3 separate regions of the Sus scrofa genome follow, and regions 1 and 2 are each linked to region 3. Evidence: chromatin contacts called from public HiChIP or PLAC-seq data. All regions are on one chromosome and are shown on one strand. The core of a region is the stretch at or near the end of the contact, and the rest is flanking DNA. Distances in the headings are between cores, read along the strand shown.

Region 1 (3,360 bases), core at 168-2,667, 170 kb after region 3:
CACACATGTAAGTATATCTTTTTTTTTTTTTTGCTTTTTAGGGTCACACCTGAGGCATATAGCGGTTCCCCAGGTTAGGGGTCTAATCACAACTACAGCTGCTGGCCTCTGCCACAGCCACACCAGATCCGAGCCACATCTGCGACCTACACCACAGCTCATGGCAACACTGGATCCTTAACCCACTGAGCGAGGCCAGAGATCGAACCTGCAACCTCATGGTTCCTAGTCGGATTCATTTCCGATGTGCCACGACGGGAACCGTGCATGTAAGTATATCTAAACAACACTCGTAGTTTGCCTGGTTTTTTTTTTTTTTAACTAATATAAAATGAATCCCTTGCAATTACATTTTTGAGATGAATACTGTTGATGCATATGGTTGTGATTGATTCATTCTCATTGCTTTATACTATTGCATTGCACAAATATGTCACAATTTACTTATCCAGTCTATGGTTGATGGTCATTTGGGGTGATTCCAATTTCAATACCAAAAAACTGCTTTTTGCAAAAGTTTATCCAAAGTAATTCCTCAACATCAGCACTGTTGACACTTTGGGCAGATAATTCTTTGTTGCGGGAGCTGTCCTATGCCCTGTAGGGGGTTGAGCAACATCCCTCACTTTTACCCCTTACTTTCTTGTCCTGGTCATGATCATCAAATACATCTCCAACTGAATCCTTAATCCAGGTCTTCTAGCTTTAAATGTATTCTTTCTGTATACTCTGCTTCCTCTAGTCCCCTTTGTACGTTGTCTCAAAGGCATGTAACTACAACTTGTTCCTAATTAGTGAGATCTTTAAACATGTCTGGAACAACTATTTATTAAGTATGTTCATAAAAAGCATTTACAGAATGCACCTAGGAACTAGAACTATAGAAAACATCTCCTTGCTTAAGGACTAACCAAAGCAAAGCCTACATTCATTTGCTTATGGAAGAAACTTAAGATTTCTTCTAAGAGGGGCTGGCTGTGCGGTCTGACTGGGCCTGTTAATACCTGTGGCAGGAGGGAGGCAAAGGGAGGGCATGTCCTGGGGTCTGAGTTCTGGAAGGAAAAAGCACACCCAGTTTTGATCTGTGCTCTGAAGAGGCCAGAGCCCCACTATCCTTGCAGAGGTCCTGAAATAATAGATGCTACTGGGTGCTGTTGAGCAAGTCGGATCACGAGGGGGTGGCTGGAGGTGAGGGGGCTCTGGCTGCCAGCTGAGTGAAGGACTGTCCCCAGCAGGAGCAGGGTTCCTTGAGGGCTGGGGAGTGAAGCCCAAGGTAACTCAGGCTCCACTCTTCTCAGGAAGTGAGAAGTATCCCATCTCCACCAGGCACTTTTCTTTTATCATAGAGGAAAGACATTGTATAAAGGGTTAGCGTGACATCATTTCCTTCCTCGTCTATTGGAAATCCCCATTCCCTGCTTGAGAAGTGCTTGCTTCTCTGAAAGCTGGCTGGACAGCTTTCAGATTAATTAAGCAACCTATGTATTAGGGATGTGTCAGCATTTGGTTAATAAGAGCCATTAGCCTTATCCCAGAAGTCATCTGATTTCCCAGCAACAGGAATAGAGGGGAGTGGGGGTAGAGTGTGCATTAGAACACTCTGGGAAGGAGGAAGCCTCCCGCCCAGCAGTTCTAGGGAGCAGGGTTGGGGGTGGGGAGCACATGAACATAGGCACAAACATACTCTCTAAATATTCACAGATGGAGATTTGGCCTCTTTCATGTCCAGGGGAAGAAACCTATCACCATACATGCAGGTTGATGAGGTGGCTGGAGCCCATAAATACTAGGACCTAGATGTATTTTCTGTGCAGGAGGCCCCTCTGTGTGGAGACAGAGCTGGGTGACTTTCTGAAGGGAAGGGCCTCCCTGCCTGTAGCCATCCTGGGAGTCACCCCCTTCTTCCAGTGTCCATTTGCCTCTAGCTTTGCCTAAGGCTGCCCAGTTCCCTCCCCCTTCCCAGCTGCTTCCTTTTGGGGCTTCCTGAACATCATCCCAGCTCAACCCTTATTTGTTCACCTCGCTGTCCACTGAAAACCCTTCTGACAGCGTCTTTCCACTCCTGTCCTACAAAATCCCTGCCAGGTGTGGCCCTGCTCCCTCCCGGCCCGCTGCAGGCCACACTGGCGTCTTCCTTTCTTCATACAAGTCTAAGCCTTGGTTGGGGTTAGGACCGCCATCCATATACTCCTATCCTACATCATATCTACTGTGAAAAATATGCTTCCCCCCTAAGATTGGGAACAAAGCAGGAATATCAGCTCACTCATTCTGTTCAATGCCCACTGGAAGCTCTAGTCAGAGCAATTAGTCAAGAAAAATAAAAGGCATTCTGATTGGAAAAAAAGTGAAAATACCTGTATCTCTAGATGAGGTGATCTTGCATAGAGGAAATTCTAAGAAATACACTAAAAACCTTGTTAGAATAAAAAAATTCAGCAAGATTATAGAACACAAGATCCCACGTATAAAAATAAACTGTATTTCTAGGCACTAGTAATGAACAATCCAGAAATGAAATTGAGAAGACAATTCCACTTACAATACACAAAGAGAATATAATACTTAGGTGTAAATTCAACAAAAGAAGGATGACTCTACTTGTATGAAATGTCCAGAGAAGGCTAACCTACATTGACATAAATGGTGGCTCTTTCCTGTTTAAATGTCCTCTGTGACCAGAAGGGGTACAACTGTTCCAGTAGGGCAGCACCTTGGTAAAGTAAGCCAGTTACAGCAAAGCCCTCCTTCTCACTGGTCTCTCCTGTCTCATTCTCACATCTAAGTATGTCTTCAAGTATGTCTTCATTCTTCTTGTGAGTATCAAAGGATGGGATGTGGTCTGGGAGCCCCTGCCTGGAGCTCTGAACAAGGAGCTATGCTGGGTATTTTCAGACACTGCTTCATATAACCTCACAACACTCCCATGAAATGACTGACATGGGTTTCTGGAATTTCCTGCTGGCTTCATCAGTGGATGGCATGATGCATATGCATTAGGCTCCCAGGACTCCAGCCACATTAACCTGTCTGGTCCCTTTCTTCACCCCCAACCAGCACTGCTAATGCTTGCTCAGCCTTTGGATCTTGTCTCACTGCCTGCAGCATCCTCTGATAGTGTGCACCTGCTTAGAGTGAGGTGGGGGGTTATCAATGCAGCAGGACAGTAAGTTCCACGGGGGTGAGGCCTGTTCTCACCACTGTAGCCCCTGGACCTGGCATGAGGCTGAAGACTGGCCTCAGGCTGCATGTTCTGAGTTATGAAGGAGGAGCAGAAGGGCACTGGCTTGAGTCAGAATCAGTGCACTTGGTTTGAGGCCCAGCTCTGCCGCTGGCCGACATGTGACTTGGGCCCATTAC
Region 2 (3,396 bases), core at 498-2,997, 200 kb before region 3:
AGATGCATGTTTCATGAATTTTGGCCCTACTATGGTTTCTGGCCTGTAAATAATTCATTCATTCAATTTATTCATGTAATACACCTTTACAATTTTCCTTTTTTATAATCAAGGCATCATGCTAAATTCTGAACTTCCTGAAATCTGTAATATTCCAGTTTGTACTTAACCTTAAATACTATAAAGTCTTAATCCAGGAATATATGTCTTATTCTGTTAACTTTTGTAATTCCTTTTAAGGAAAAAATTCTAATTTGGGGGGGAGGCAGGGTTCGTGGCACATGGAAGTTCTCCTGGCCAGGGATCAAACCTATGCCACAGCAGCAACCCAAGGCACTGCATCCTTAACACAATACACCACAGAACTCCTGGGTTTTATTTCATTTTTAAAAATTTGGACAAGAATACTTATTGCTTACAGATTGACCTGGAGACCAAAAAAAAAAAAAAAAAAAAACCCACAAAACTCCTAAATTCAATATTCTGAAGAAGCTTTCTATTATTTTTCAAAATTTCCCCTTTGACAGGAATTGGATAAATATTATATCATGTGGAAGGAGCTCCATCTTCTGCATTATCAGAAAACGGTAATTCCCAAATATTTAAAATGTCGTAATAAGACCACTAGGCAGTAAACCTCAAGAAGCTAGGAGCCCTTTCTCTTATTCATCATGGCATCCCCAGTGCCCAACAATGTATCCAGCAATGTATTGGGGAGGGAGACGTGTTAAATGAATGACTGAAACACTAAGTAATTTTGTCTAACCAAGAGATACAAGAAGACCACATTATATTAGGGATCAAGAATTTATATATCCGACTAAGAAGGAAGACCTGTCTTGTCAATTTTTGGATCCCCAGAACTTAGAAAATGTTGAAAGACAAAAAAAAAAAAAACCCAAAAAACAAAAACCCCAGACACACACACACAAAAACCTTTGTGGGAGCAGGTCAGAGTAGGATTCAAATCCCCTTTTATTTGTCACTAACAAAACCTGCAGCCTACTCTGTCTACCCTTTCTGAAAACTGAATGGCCTTTAGAGGAGTTGATTCTCAATAGCAAAATCACTTTTTCAGGAACAGGCACTTTCCCACTCCATGCAAAATGAGGCCAAGTTAACAAAACCGCAAGGACTTGGCTAATGCAAACACAAGCTAATTTATTATGATTGGCCCACATTACCCACTTTTTTTTTTTTTTTTTTCTCTGAGCAGGCCAATATCCACAACCGCACTGATGCCTCCTGTAGGGAGAACGTTTTCACCAGTAGCTGGTGAAGAGCACAGCATTTCTCAGCCAGAACCAAGGGAGACTGGAATTTGTGCAGTGTAGGCATCCAAACGCCTCAAGTGGATCCCGGCCTTTTAAAATCTGCATCTCGTAAGAAATTCCTTCAATTTTCCAAATTACACACTGAGGAAACAAATCTGCTGAGCCCTTCAGGGACGAGCTGTTTTCCAAGTTCTACAACCACTGCCATCCTTGATCCCAAGGCTGAACCACACACGACCCGGCTCCCAAGGGTCACACCCGAACAGTCCGCCTCCCCGCTCGCCTTTAAAGAAGCCGCGCGCGGTCTAGCTGCCCCGGAGTTCAACTTCCGGCCACAAAATGAGAGGATGTTTTTCCCCTGGCCACGCCCTCCACGCCCCGCCTTCCTAGTGCGAGCCCGGGAGCGCGCGCGCGAGGCGGGGCCGCGTGGGAGGCCGCGGCAAGGTACACCCTCACCCCGCGGCACGCGGGCACGCGCAGGCCTGTTCAGGGCAGGCAAACAGAGCGGCGCGCGCGTTCGCGCGCTCCCGGTGCCCTCCCCCGTGACGTGCTTGGCCGAGGCCGCGCAAGGGCGCTGTAGCTGCCAGTGCCGCTGTCATGGCGTCCGTGGCGCTGTCTGAGGAGAACCCACCGCGGTTTCTTTAGAGCAAGGGGCGGGCAGCTGGGTATGGAGAGCGGCCCCGAAAGCCTGCAGCCGGTAGAACATGGGGTGGCCACCGGGCCAGTGCCAGAGACAGGTTCTCCACAGGAAGGGCGACAGGACACCAGGCTTTCCGCTGGGGATGGTCCTGGAGTATGGGCGGCGGAGAGCAGCGGCGGGAATGGGCAGGGGGCGGCGGCCGCCGGGAGGAGCCTCTCGGACTCGGTTTCTCCCTCCGGCTCTCCTCCGGTCCTTGTACCCTGCAGCTCCCTCCCAAGTGTGGACTTGAAGGAGAGCGATTTGGAGAGTCGTGCTGCTCAGAAGGCGCCTCTGAGAGGGCAGCACAAGGTGACCGCCTCCCCAGAGATTGCCGAGGCCGGAGCCGGCCATGGGTTGGGTCCGGCCGGAGACGCGGGCGCCCGCCGGGATCCCGCAGGCACCTGCGGGGCAGGGTCGACGGCCGCGGGCTTCGAGGAGCCCAGCAGCGGCGGCGGCCTCAGCAGCAGTTGCAGCGACCCGAGTCCTCCTGGGGAATCGCCGAGCCTGGACTCCCTGGAATCGTTCTCTAACCTGCATTCTTTTCCCAGTAGCTCCGAGTTTAATAGTGAGGAAGGAGCTGAGAACAGGGTCCCCGAGGAGGAGGAGGGCGCGGCGGTGTTGCCGGGGGCTGTGCCTCTGTGCCGGGAGGAGGAGGAGGAGGAGGAGGAGGAGGAGGAGGAGGAGGAGGGGGAGGCGGCTCAGGTGCTGGCGGCCTCCAAGGAACGCTTCCCGGGACAGTCTGTCTATCACATCAAGTGGATCCAGTGGAAGGAGGAGAACACACCCATCATCACCCAGAATGAGAATGGCCCCTGCCCTTTGCTGGCCATCCTCAATGTTTTGCTTCTGGCCTGGAAGGTACATTCCGTAGCTTTCTATTTCCTGCAGCTTTTGGGGAGGGGGGAAAAACGGGGTAAGGGAGCTGCTGCATGTCAGCTGATGGCTTCTTCCTTTCTTTCCTCATTCACTAGTCAGTCCCCTTTTCTTCTTACATGAAACTCATTTCGAGACGCTCTCGGTGAAAGAATATTCTCATATGTATATCAGAAAGAATTGCACTTGCGGGCAACCTCGGGTCTCTTGTAGTGTTTAACAGTTAGAGCTCAGCATTCAGCGGTGGCTGATATACTTAGAAACTACCAGGACTTAGCGCATCCTAAACCCTTTGACCGTTTTTAAACTGTATTTTCCTGTTATTGCTTCTTACTGATTTTATCACGTGCAAAAAGAGTGAAGAATTGGGGGAAATCACCTTCAGAAATTACCACCAATCCATGATATTAGAACAAGTTTTGATGGTTACGTTTAGTCTGTTTTCCAACTCATGCTTGCTCCATTTGGGGTGGATATTTAAGGAAATGGTGATAGAGAAGATGTAGCCCCTTAGACAAATTCCATTTAAGGAAAAGCCATGGTCTGAGACCTAATTACCATAACTTCTTG
Region 3 (3,354 bases), core at 160-2,659:
TTTACCTTATTGAAGAACTTTAGAGTAACCGTTAGGTCTGGAAATACATGACTTTGAGAGTCATGAGTCAATAATAGTTAAAACCATGGCAGTAGATAGGATGAGGGAGAATTTTATATTTAGAGTGAGAAAGTATGAGGGTTGAAATAAAATCCTGGTTCAATATTTTTCTGGTTAACCTACAAAACCTGTTACCCTTTCTTGTTTATTAACATTATTATTTTAAAATATTTTCTTCATTTAACAATATGGAGAATATAGACAAAGGAAGGGGTATTGAGAAAGATAAGTTGATGACAAAAGAAAGGAATCAATGTTTATTGAAAACTTAATTGGTAAGTAATGTTTGAAGCATTACATGAACTCTTTTAATCTCACAAGAACCCTTTGAGGTAAATGATATTACCTTAGTTTTTAGAGAACAAAACTGAAGTTTTTTTTGATTTAGACTTTTTTCTTTCTTTCTTTCTTTTTTCTTTTTTTTAAGGGCAGCAGGCACCTTGGGCATATGGAAGTTCTCAGGCTAGGGGTCTAATCAGAGCTGCAGCTGCCGGCCACAGCCACATAGATCCTGAGTCCTGTCTGTGAGCTACACCGCAGTTCCCCACAACCCTGGATCTTTAACCCACTGAGCGGGGCAAGGGACCCACACCCACACCAGCCGGATTCGCTACCGCTGAGCCACAACGGGAAACCCTCATTTTTTAAAAATTGAAGTATAATTGATATTTTCTTTCTTTTCTTCCTCCCGTCCCTCCCACCCTCTCTTCCTTCCTTCCTTTCCTTTGGAAATATTTACAAAAGTCTGTAATCAATTAGACAGCTGTTAATTGGTATCAGTGGGATTTGGAAGGAAATCTGATTCCAAAGCCTACATCCTCTTTCCCTACATCCTTCTAATGCACATAATGAAACATTTGCTAACTACTGATTTTTATAAAATACTTAAAAGGCATATGTACGGTTAGTTCCCAGGACATTTACTACTACTTTTGATCTGATTACGGAAGTAAATTCATCTTAACGGTGAAGTACCAGGATCTTTATGATGGCAAGTATGATTTGAGTATCATTTGCTGTGAAAGACACTAAAGAATTATGTTTTTGTTCAACTGTAAGTTAAGTATAGTCAATAAACCTTCGGTTAGTTGTTAACTTTTCGTTATGAAAAAATCAGCCAAGATGTAGTCAGTATTTTGCCTAAATACTGACATGTTTCACCATGAAAAATAAAATAATGAGCTTTATGACATCGTTAGGTTTCGCCCACTAAATGTTAAAGCGAGTACAAAGGGGGAGGGCCAGGAAAGAGGGGGCGGGACGGTGAGAAACTAGAATCTGAGCAAGCGCAGAAACAAACAGATGTTAATAGAGGCTTGAAGGCTGCTGCGCTCTTACTTTGCGAACTGTCGTAAAGCCCCCGAGTGTCGTGCTTGCTCGGGAGAGGAGGGATTGGTTAGGCGGCGGCGGCGGCGGTGGCCGGAGAGCGGCAGCAGTGGCGGCGACGGTGGCGAGGTGTTCGGTCTGGGCAGCATAGAAGAGCCCGCAGCTTCGCGGAAGGAGTTCCTGTGGGACCAAATTAGGCATTCTGAACCCAAGCCGGGTCAGCTGGGCCGAACCAGCCGCTGCCGCTCGTACAGTTTTGGTGGCGGTGACAGACATTGCTCTTGACTGTAGGGGCCTATTAGGCCAACAGCTGAGGCGCAGATCACTGGTTCTCGACGCATCCTCTTCCCCCCTTACATCTTCTGTCTTCCTTCCTGGGCCAGTGATTCCCGGAGCCTGGGAAGAGGGTAGCTAATGATTAAGGTGAGGGGGCCGGGGGGGAGGGGATCGATTGGAGGCCGCGCGTGCGCGCAACGGGGGAGGGGCCGGACTGGAGGGGAGAAAGAGGAAGGGCTGCGGCCGAGGCAGGCTAGGGTCGGCGACCGGCCGGTTATTGCTGGCTCCATAGTGACTTAGGGTCTGGGTGTCCGCAGAAGATCTGATTGTGTTTGAGCAAAGCATTCGTCTACCGACACACCCACACTTCTCAGAAAGGGACTGTGGGTGAGGGGATTTCTTTCCCTTTTTCGACTTCCCTGGAGTCTTAGGACGGGGGCTGAGGACTGAGCGTGGGAGTGCGATTTGACAATGGAGTGACGGAGGTAACCCGCACCCGGGGTGTTGGGGGGCGCTAAGTCAGCCCTGACGGTTAGGGAGTTGCCTTCTTCTCTGATCAAGGAAACGTAGACCGCGGAACAGCAGAAATACAGACGCGTCAGATTTTGTATAGAGTTGGCTTGTTGCTCTTTAAAAGAAGATTGATATTTTCAGTTTTGACCTTAGATAATTATCAGAGTCAGTGACAGTGCTGTAGTGGAAATATTTCTTCCGTGCTGAAAAAATGGAGGTTTGTCACCGTAGTTCGTAAGTTATAGTAGATAAGTTTAACGCAAGTCTTTTTTTTTTTTTAAATAATCCTCTTGTAAAAATCGAAGAAGGATTAATTTACAAAATTGTTTTAGTTTCAGCAAGTCTAACATTTAAAAAATACCAGGAAGTATAGGGTATTCTTTTAATTTGTTCATGTTTGTAGTGTGGGGTGACTCCATTGTATTGCATGCTTTCCTGTTTCTTGATTTCTCTACAGTATGAATTTAGAACTCTTTGGGGTAGTAAGATGCCAGCTGACATAGACTTCATTTTATAGTTCTTATAGCTTTTTAAAGTTTGACTTAATCTAGACTTTATTTCATTTGAAGTTTTATGTTTAATGTTCTTGTTTTGGAGACCCCTTCAGCCGAAAAGAACAGACTGTGGAAAAGATAAGCTAAGGTTCTACTTCCTTTCCCATTTTTGTTTTTTGTGTCATTGCTTTCAAATGTTAGAATGCGATTTCGATATTACATAGAAGCTCTATAATACTGTTTTTGCTTATCTTTGTTAGGGTGACATCTACATTTTGACATTTTGTTACTTTGTTTTATTTAGTAAAAATCTTCATGTCAATGTACACCGTGTTGTTTTTCATACTGAACTGTATGTAGTGCTTGGTTATGTTTGTGAAACAAAACTGATGGGATGAGAAAGAAATCCTTTTTCACTCTTATGAGAATCTTAAATTGATTTTTTTAAAGCCTTGAATTATTTCACTTTTGTCCATTTCTTGTCATTTAACCTTGGACAAATGACGTTTCTCTCCTGAGCATTTGTTTGCCACTACAGTTTCAGAGTAATATTCTAAGAACTGGTGAGGCTGTTTATAAATTGATGTGAACAATTTTGTAGGGAAAACTAGGAAGAGTAGAGTCTCTCCTCGTTCATTGGAGATACTGTAACTTATGTATGTGAATCCTTCCATCACTTTTCCCC

The links. HiChIP or PLAC-seq counts read pairs in DNA pulled down with a chosen protein or histone mark.
Region 1: a contact with region 3 is called in an H3K27ac HiChIP or PLAC-seq map of alveolar macrophages. The contact joins the enhancer-like site here to the promoter of RNF111 in region 3. A contact is called at or near these places in 2 of 5 promoter capture datasets (fetal liver and liver), 15 of 47 Hi-C or Micro-C datasets (alveolar macrophages, embryonic fibroblasts, heart right ventricle and 6 more) and 2 of 2 datasets of contacts at active chromatin or transcription factors (alveolar macrophages and skeletal muscle).
Region 2: an H3K27ac HiChIP or PLAC-seq map of alveolar macrophages shows a contact between it and region 3. The contact joins the promoter of MINDY2 here to the promoter of RNF111 in region 3. A contact is called at or near these places in 1 of 5 promoter capture datasets (fetal skeletal muscle), 1 of 47 Hi-C or Micro-C datasets (heart right ventricle) and 1 of 2 datasets of contacts at active chromatin or transcription factors (alveolar macrophages).

Annotation. Positions count from the first base shown.
Region 1 is chr1:112,892,313-112,895,672 of Sscrofa11.1, reverse strand. All of the region lies in intron 26 of MYO1E (unconventional myosin-Ie), which reads right to left. Among named protein-coding and RNA genes, the nearest start is that of CCNB2, 48 kb to the left of the region's middle. Within about 2 kb of position 1,417, at least 7 of the 83 cell types and tissues checked have an H3K27ac peak or open chromatin away from gene starts, as enhancers often do. A contact at or near this core is called in alveolar macrophages, retroperitoneal adipose tissue and subcutaneous adipose tissue, where this site is marked.
Region 2 is chr1:113,257,112-113,260,507 of Sscrofa11.1, reverse strand. MINDY2 (ubiquitin carboxyl-terminal hydrolase MINDY-2) reads left to right here and starts at 1,747. Exons shown (of 9, transcript XM_021094542.1): 1 at 1,747-2,811. The coding sequence starts at 1,942.
Region 3 is chr1:113,057,661-113,061,014 of Sscrofa11.1, reverse strand. It overlaps RNF111 (E3 ubiquitin-protein ligase Arkadia), which reads left to right and starts at 1,409. Exons shown (of 14, transcript XM_013992925.2): 1 at 1,409-1,809.